Regions from separate parts of the Mus musculus genome. Here region 1 is linked to region 2. Evidence: chromatin contacts called from public HiChIP or PLAC-seq data. All regions are on one chromosome and are shown on one strand. Each heading gives the region's core, a stretch centred on a gene start, on an enhancer-like site or on the middle of the called end of the contact. The rest is flanking DNA. Distances are from core to core; before and after follow the strand shown. Region 1 holds the start of Rala (v-ral simian leukemia viral oncogene A (ras related)). Region 2 overlaps Cdk13 (cyclin-dependent kinase 13).

Evidence for each region. HiChIP or PLAC-seq counts read pairs in DNA pulled down with a chosen protein or histone mark.
Region 1: a contact with region 2 is called in an H3K4me3 HiChIP or PLAC-seq map of bone marrow-derived macrophages, with 3 times the contacts expected there. The contact joins the promoter of Rala here to the enhancer-like site in region 2. A contact is called at or near these places in 2 of 39 promoter capture datasets (embryonic stem cells and pre-B cells), 7 of 115 datasets of contacts at active chromatin or transcription factors (astrocytes, bone marrow-derived macrophages, effector CD8 T cells and 4 more) and 3 of 9 other capture datasets (adipose tissue, liver and pancreatic islet).

What each region holds. Positions count from the first base shown.
Region 1 is chr13:17,942,812-17,946,633 of GRCm38.p6, reverse strand. Rala (v-ral simian leukemia viral oncogene A (ras related)) reads left to right here and starts at 2,417. Exons shown (of 5, transcript NM_019491.5): 1 at 2,417-2,617.
Region 2 is chr13:17,753,920-17,757,465 of GRCm38.p6, reverse strand. The region is part of intron 5 of Cdk13 (cyclin-dependent kinase 13); the gene reads left to right. Among named protein-coding and RNA genes, the nearest start is that of Mir466i, 8.2 kb to the right of the region's middle. Within about 2 kb of position 2,260, at least 7 of the 459 cell types and tissues checked have an H3K27ac peak or open chromatin away from gene starts, as enhancers often do. A contact at or near this core is called in bone marrow-derived macrophages, where this site is marked.

The DNA.
Region 1 (3,822 bases), core at 1,168-3,667, 190 kb before region 2:
TAATTTAAATGACCCTTGTTAAAAAGAGCTATTTAATAAGCAGATTGGTTTTTCCCAGATAAGTGCAGAAATAAGGACAGAGCAGAAGAGAAAGTATTTATACAATCTGGATGGAACAATCAGTGAATTAAACCAGATCAGAGAAGCCAGAAGAACCAAATGCTGTTAGAGAGGAAGCAGCTGTTTAAGCTCAGAGTCAAGGAAGGGGGATAAGGTCACATCATAATTAATGTATTTCAGACCCTTTTCTTTTACAAAAGAAGGGAAGTCTCAAAATATCCCTAATATGTAGGCAGTTTGAGTCTTGGGAATCAAGAAAGATAATATTAATAAGTAGGACACTTGAATAAAATGTGTTGCTTTCTTCTTTGTAACATATTACATAGTTTATTGTAAGAATTCACTCAAAAATTAAGGATACAAGTTTCTGAATATAATGAAGCTAACTTATTGACCATATTCATTGTTTAGGCCTTTTTTTCTTTTTTACAGTAAGAGGCCATTTTTCAATCTGTGTTTTGGATTTCAGTTCCCCCTGCCTCTTGAGACCTCCACACATCAGTTATTTGTTCATATCTTCATGTAGACCACTAGGTACTAGAATAATATTAGAATGGCTATGGACAGTGAGATTAATACAGTATTTTAAAATTTTCTCTTAAGTAAAGCAGAAAGGAGAAAAAGTTTTGAAATTGTGCTCAATGAAGTGAGACTGCATCTGCTTGAAAGTGGCAATATAAACCTATGGCATATCTAACTTCAGCTCGTCCTGCCCACTCCAGAACTTGGAACCCAGCACACAGCAACTACCACTAGATAACACCATTTCACTTCAGACTAAAGAAACCCTTTTCCTGTAACCTATGTCCATCCTTCTTCGCCTCTTCAGTAAAGTACACCTTTCCGCAATCGAGCTATAGCTCTAGGAGCAAGAGTGTTTGGTGGCTAGGTATGAAACTCAGGGTTCTAGCCCCAGCAAAACCAGACTTGATGGTGCAAGTCTCTATTACCAGCACTTGGGAGATGGAGTTAGGTGAGTCTGAAGTTCAAGGTCACCCCCCAGTTACATGGCCAGGACAAAACCACATACACAAAGTACACTTTTATCCTGCATCTTTCCAAAAACAAAACATTGACTTCCAATTCTCTTACCCTCCAGCTGCCCAGCAAACAATTCTTATTTGGCTTATGATGCTTATATGGCTTCATCATCTGGGAATCATCTTTTGGTTGGTTACTGGCACTATTAAAAATACCTTTCTCTTTCCTCTTCTGCAATAGTTCACTGTCTACTCTATGTTTGCTATACTGCCCAACTCCCCCATTAATCGGTCCTCCATTTATAAACTGCTTAAAATTTGATGTATCCAGCCATTCTACTTCCAGAATTTAATAGACACAAAAGCCAGCCATGACTTGACTCCTGTCTCCTTCTGTAGCCTCATCTTTCTCATCAGCTCTTGTAGAACTTTTAAGACAGATAAGTGGCACTCAGCCTTCTCCATGAACCACTGATCCCTGTTCTGCGGGGACTCCCTTTATTTGGATCCACATTTACCATCGTCTTTTTGTACTGGAAAAAAGATCATACTTAAGTTTAAAACTCTAACCTATTGTTAGTAAAGTTATCAAGTCTTCCCTCCATTCATACTTCCAAACGCCAAGTACTAGGTTTCTAGACTGCAAACTTGATTGAGTGTACATTCATTCCTTTAAGTAGTCATGCCAACCAACCAAGCCGTTGGTTCTTCATTTGGGGCCAAAGGAAATGAGAATTTTAAAGTCCAGGGAAGAACGTGTGGCCGCTAACAGACACTAGGCAAACTATCTCGAACTTGTGGGCAGTTTTAAAGAAAACAACCGATTCAGTTTAACTACTAATTTAAGACATTAGTGTGTTACGGAGCCGTCGCCTTATCTCAGTGCCAAATCTAGTGTCGAAGGGTCTACTCCAAAAGGAACCCGAAGCCCATATGCTGAGGCCAGTTCTCCACTCGGTCAGCTACCGAGACCCTCCAACCAGGACAAGCGACCAATCCACCAACTCGGACTTGATCTGCGACAAACCACGTTGCAGGCTACACACTGGAAAACTCTTGCAAGAGAACCTAGCAGCCCCCAGAAGCAAGATGGCGGCCTCCCCCTCCCCTTCTTTCTCCAGGAACCCCTCCATGTCCGGGGAAGACGAAAACACCGCGACACGGGAATCCCGGCACGGCCTTGGGGGGGGGGGGCGGGCTACGCCTCGCGAACCCGGGGACTCGCCGTGGGTCCACCGGGAGGCTGTACCACTGCGCCTCCCCCGCGCCCGTAGAGCCTTTGTTCGCAGTCGCCATGGAGTACTCGGCCCCACGGCCAGGAAGTGCGGCCTGGCGCCCCGCCCCGCTGGCCCGCGCCCCGGAAGTGATCTGCGGCGGCTGCTGCAGAGCGGCCGGGAGGAGGGTGGGTCTCCCTAGAGCGGAGCGCCGGAGTCCTCCTCCTCCGCCGCCGCCCAGGCCGCCGCCGCTGCCGCCGCCCTCCGGACTCCTCTTGCCGCGCCCCGCGCGGAACTCCGAGCGCGGTCCGATCGGCGCAGCCGAGGCCCAAGAGCCCGCGGGTCGAGCGGCTCGCGGTGCAGGTGAGAGCTCGCCGGCCGGGGAGGCCGGGCCGCGGCGGGGGTGTGTCCGACGGGCCGGGCCCGCGGCCGCCGAGATTGCACGTCCCGCCTGCCGCCTGGGCTGGGACCCGACTGCGCCCCGACAGCGGGCGGCGTCTCCGGAAGGTCACCTGTATAGCGCCGGTGGCTCCCAGGGCTGTGCCCGGGCGGTGCCCGCGACCTGGGGCCGCCGCCGCCGCCGCCGCAGTCCCTGCGCCGCACTCCACCCCGACCTCCCTCGCTTTCAAGCCACTCTGCCGGTACAGAGCGGCTGCTTTTCGAGCTTCTCTGCCAGTGTTTGGAAGGAATGGCGTTTTCAGACTAAAGTCTTTAGACGCGTCCAGCTGAATGCTCGAAGGCTCTTCTAGTACAGGTTTAGCCTTTAGAAGAGGAAGGGAATGTAGGCATTGTGTGATGGGGGTATCTTCCGCGTTCGGTGCCTGAAAGATGTCAAGGAGTAGAAGATACGATTTGTGTGCTTTACTTGGGCATTCGTGTGTTGGAGTGGGCGGGCGTGGTGGCGCTGAGGTGGTTGTGTTGTCGGGAGACTTAGGAGGAATTAAAGAATTTACTGGCCTTTGCATGGAAACCAGAACGTCCAGACTTGTGAGAGCTCATCTGAGTGTCTTTGAGCTACTGTGAGAACTCTGGTGCCACGCCCTACCTGTCAAGCCAGGAAGCACACAATTTACAAACAGTTTGGGTACGTGTGCCGGGAGAACCTTTATTTCTGTAAATTCTTTTCCTGTAAATAAATTACAGCTTTAATCACGTTCCCAAAATTGACTAACAGATTTATTACTCACAGTGTAGAAGGCATTCCCTTTGGCTTATGCTTGTTAATATGTACTATTACCTATGCTGTTTGTATCTGTTGATACAATATTCTTATAAATGACTCCTGTGACCCTTAAGATGTTTCTACGGCTCAGTTGTTTTCAGAGGAGGAGCCTTTTCATCTTCTCTGTTACCACGTAAAGTGCTCAGAACTCCCCACATTTCTTCACTGAATGGATGTGAATGTGTACAGTTGATGGAAAAGTCACTTTCCAGAAGCGATTGACTGTGGCTGGTACTTGCATACCAAGCAAAAGGTACTAGATTCCATCTCTAGCAAGGCCTCCAAACAATTTTGTTAAGAGCACAGTTTTGTTACTTTGGGATTCTTGGAACATGAAAATTTTGCA
Region 2 (3,546 bases), core at 1,011-3,510:
CTTTGCTAAACAATAACCCAGTATATGAGCTTGTTGGCCAGCCCGCCAAGCTATTTGAAATGGGGCGCTTCAGGTTCAGTGAAAGCTCCTGTGTAAAGTTATAAGAGAGTAGTTGAGAAATACACCAGTATCTGGTCTCATGTATACATACCCGCTGCCACCAACAAAATATAGCCTTTCTGGATGCATAGAAGTCTCTAATTATTAGAACTAAACATTGTCAATAAAAATAAAAAACAAGCTGCCAAGATGTCTCAGCAAGATGTTGCTTGCAAAGTGGGAAAGAGGTATAAAGGTAAGTTATGAATTCTGATGACATGATATGATACTTTGAACATAATAAATGTTTTATTTTAAGTAAAATGTCCTTTTTAATTTACTGTTTTAATTTGGATTTTCCAGAATTACGAGATTATTTTTATAATACTGCTTATAATAAACAATACAAGCAATTTTTTAATAGGAATAATGAATGCCAACATACATTACTGGGAAGTGCTATGGGGCTATTGAAAACATGTCAAAACTAAGTTAAGAAAAAACGTTTCTGATAGGAGTTTGTTGGGTCTTGAAGCAGTCTGGAAGAAAATCTCCCCCTCCCTCTTTGTATACACCAATCTTTTGTCTTTTCTCTGTGATATTATATCATTTCTCCCTTCCCTTCCTTCCCTTCAAATCTTCTGTAGTAACTGTTGAGGGGAGAACTTTTCACTCATTATTGCATCAAATATTTCTTCTGTCTCTTTCTCTTTTCTTCTTTTAAAGCCTTGAAAGAATGTTAACATTTGTGATTGTTTTATGGCCCTTGGATGTTCTGCTTTTTTTGTATTCCCCTATCCCATCCCACCATACGCATTCACTTCCGAACATGTCTATTCAAACATCTTTGTACTCAGTGATTCTTTCCTTGGAAATTTTGCTACAGTTATGAATCATGAGGTAAATAATCTGTTTTTTTTTTCAGGTAGTCTTAGGTGACCCCTATGAAAGGGCTGTTCAACTTCTAAAGGGGTGGTGACCCATGGGCTGAGAACCACTGTTCTGGGCTTATTGTTTACTCTTTACTGATTTTATTAGAGGCAAATATACATTGTTTTCATGAGCATTTTGGCACAGGACTTCTAGTGATGAAAATTTATCTGCCTATTTCTCTAACTTAGAAATAGTCACATTTATTTGTCTTACTACTGTTTTGTGCTGTTGACTGCTGTTGAGGGGTGTTTTCCCCCATTCTCACTGTAGGGAATTATTTTCAACAAATAGTTCTGTTTTTACTTCTTAGTTCTATAATTGATATATTTGTTTTTTATGTTGGTGGCCATTCTTAGGATACTTTTCATCTTGCTATGTCTGGGTAGGTGTTCAGTCATCCTACCACCACTTACTGAGAAGACCATCTAACTGAGTGAAATACCTTTTTGTGTTCTGTCCCTTTATTTCCCTCCTGTCTCTTTTTTGAGACTGGGGGGCTGGGGGGCGTAGGTGGGTGTATGTATGATGTAGGTACCTGTTTATTGGGGATGCTAAGTGTGTGTGAAAGCCAAAAGTCACTATCAGGTGTCTTCTTAAATTGCTCTCTACTTTAGTGTTTGAGACAGGATCTCTCATTCATTGTCAGCTAGTGTGGTTGGCCAATAGGGATCGGCCTCTCTCGTGCTTCCCAACACTGGCATTAAAGTCAGTGCCGCTGTGCCTTGCACATATGAGCTGGGGATCTGGAGTCAGGCCCTCATGCTTGCCTATCACCTAAGCTATCTCCCAGCATCACAGTCTATTCTACAGTACAAGTTTAGTGTGGACTTGGTATATTTTTTTAAGAATTACTTATTTTATGTGTATGAGTACACTGTCGCTGTTGTCAGACACGCCAGAAAAGGGCATTGGATCCCATTACAGATGGTTGTGAGCCACCCTGTGGTTGCTGGGAATTGAACTCAGGACCTCTATGAGCCATATCTCCAGCCTTTACAAAAATAATTTACATTATAATTTAAAAATTTTAAAATAGGAATGTAGAACCATTCTTTCTATATACCTTTTTTTCTTTCAGATGTTTTTGTTCTTAGTTATTTTCCTGTATGATATACGCTGTAGAGAAAACTCTTTCACTGATTGTACTTGTTGCTTTTGCTGTTATAAAATATCTGGATATAAACCAAGGGGGAAAACGATTATTGTGGCTTACAGTTGTGAGGGAATGTGACGGCAGGGTGGGGATGGTGTGGCAGGTCAGAGAGGAAGCAGGATGGTCACATTTCATCCTTACACTGGAGGCAACGAGAGGGAAGCAGAAGTGAAAGCAGTCTAGAAACCTCAGAGCCTGCCCTTGTTGATGTACTTACAAGATTCTACCTCTTAAAGATTCCATAACTTTCCTAAACAGTGCTGTTAACTTGGCATCAAGTGTTCCAGCACATAGGCCTAGGAGGCCATTTTAGCATTTACAGAACCACACTGATAAGTTTTAGAAATTGGGCTTTTGCATAATTTACAAATTAATTTGGGAAGATTGGTATTTTTGAACTGTGCCCTTTTTTTTGTATATGTGTGTTTTCTGCATTAAAAGGGAATTTTCAAAAAAAATTCCTTTCAATTTAAATAGCTATTATTAATGGGTTCTATTTTATCTTTTAACTGGTTGCCAATATCAATGAGTATTGTATGTTACACTATTTTTCCACATTTTTTAACTCTTTCTAATAATCTTTCATTGAACTTAATGGTTTTCAAGAATGGAATATCATCTTGTCTTATTTCAGTTCCTAGGCCTCTCAGTCATAGTTACTTGATAGAAGTAAGCTTTCTATTTCAAATTAAAATGTCATCTAATAATTATGTTACAGAATGGAACAGATGAAATTATTCAATTTTAATAACTTGTAACTCGGTGTGTAGTACATTGATTTCAATGTACAGTCAATTTATCATAAATTATTAAAGATTTTGTTTCTAAATTTGTGTGTCTCTGCACATGTGTGTATGTGGATGTTCATGGAAGCCAGAAGAGGATGTATCCCCTAGAGCTGTAATTACAGGCAATTATAAGCCACTTGATATGAGTGCTGGGAATTGAACTCAGTTCTACAAGAGCAACAAGGACTCTTAATCATTCAGCTCTCTCTAGCCTATTCTTCCCTCCCTCCCTCCCTCCCTCCCTCCCTCCCTCCCTCCCTCCCTCCCTCCCTCCCTCCCTTCCTTCCTTATTTCTTAACTTTTTTTTTTTTTTCTTCGAGACAGGGTTTCTCTGTGTAGCCCTGGTTTTCCTCGAACTTAGAAATTTGCCTGCCTCTGTCTCCCAAGTGCTGGGATTAAAGGCGTGCATCACCACTGCCTGGCAATTATCCATTCTTACCATTTATTATTAGTAGTATTATATATCTGAGACAAAGTCTTGCTGTGTAATAACCAGTTTGGCCTTGCATTTGAGATTTGTCTGTCTGTGCTTCATTCCTCTGTACTTAATACCTAACTCAGTGTACTGTATTACTAACTCAGTGTACTGTATTACTAACTCAGTGTACTGTATTACTAACTGACATATTTATT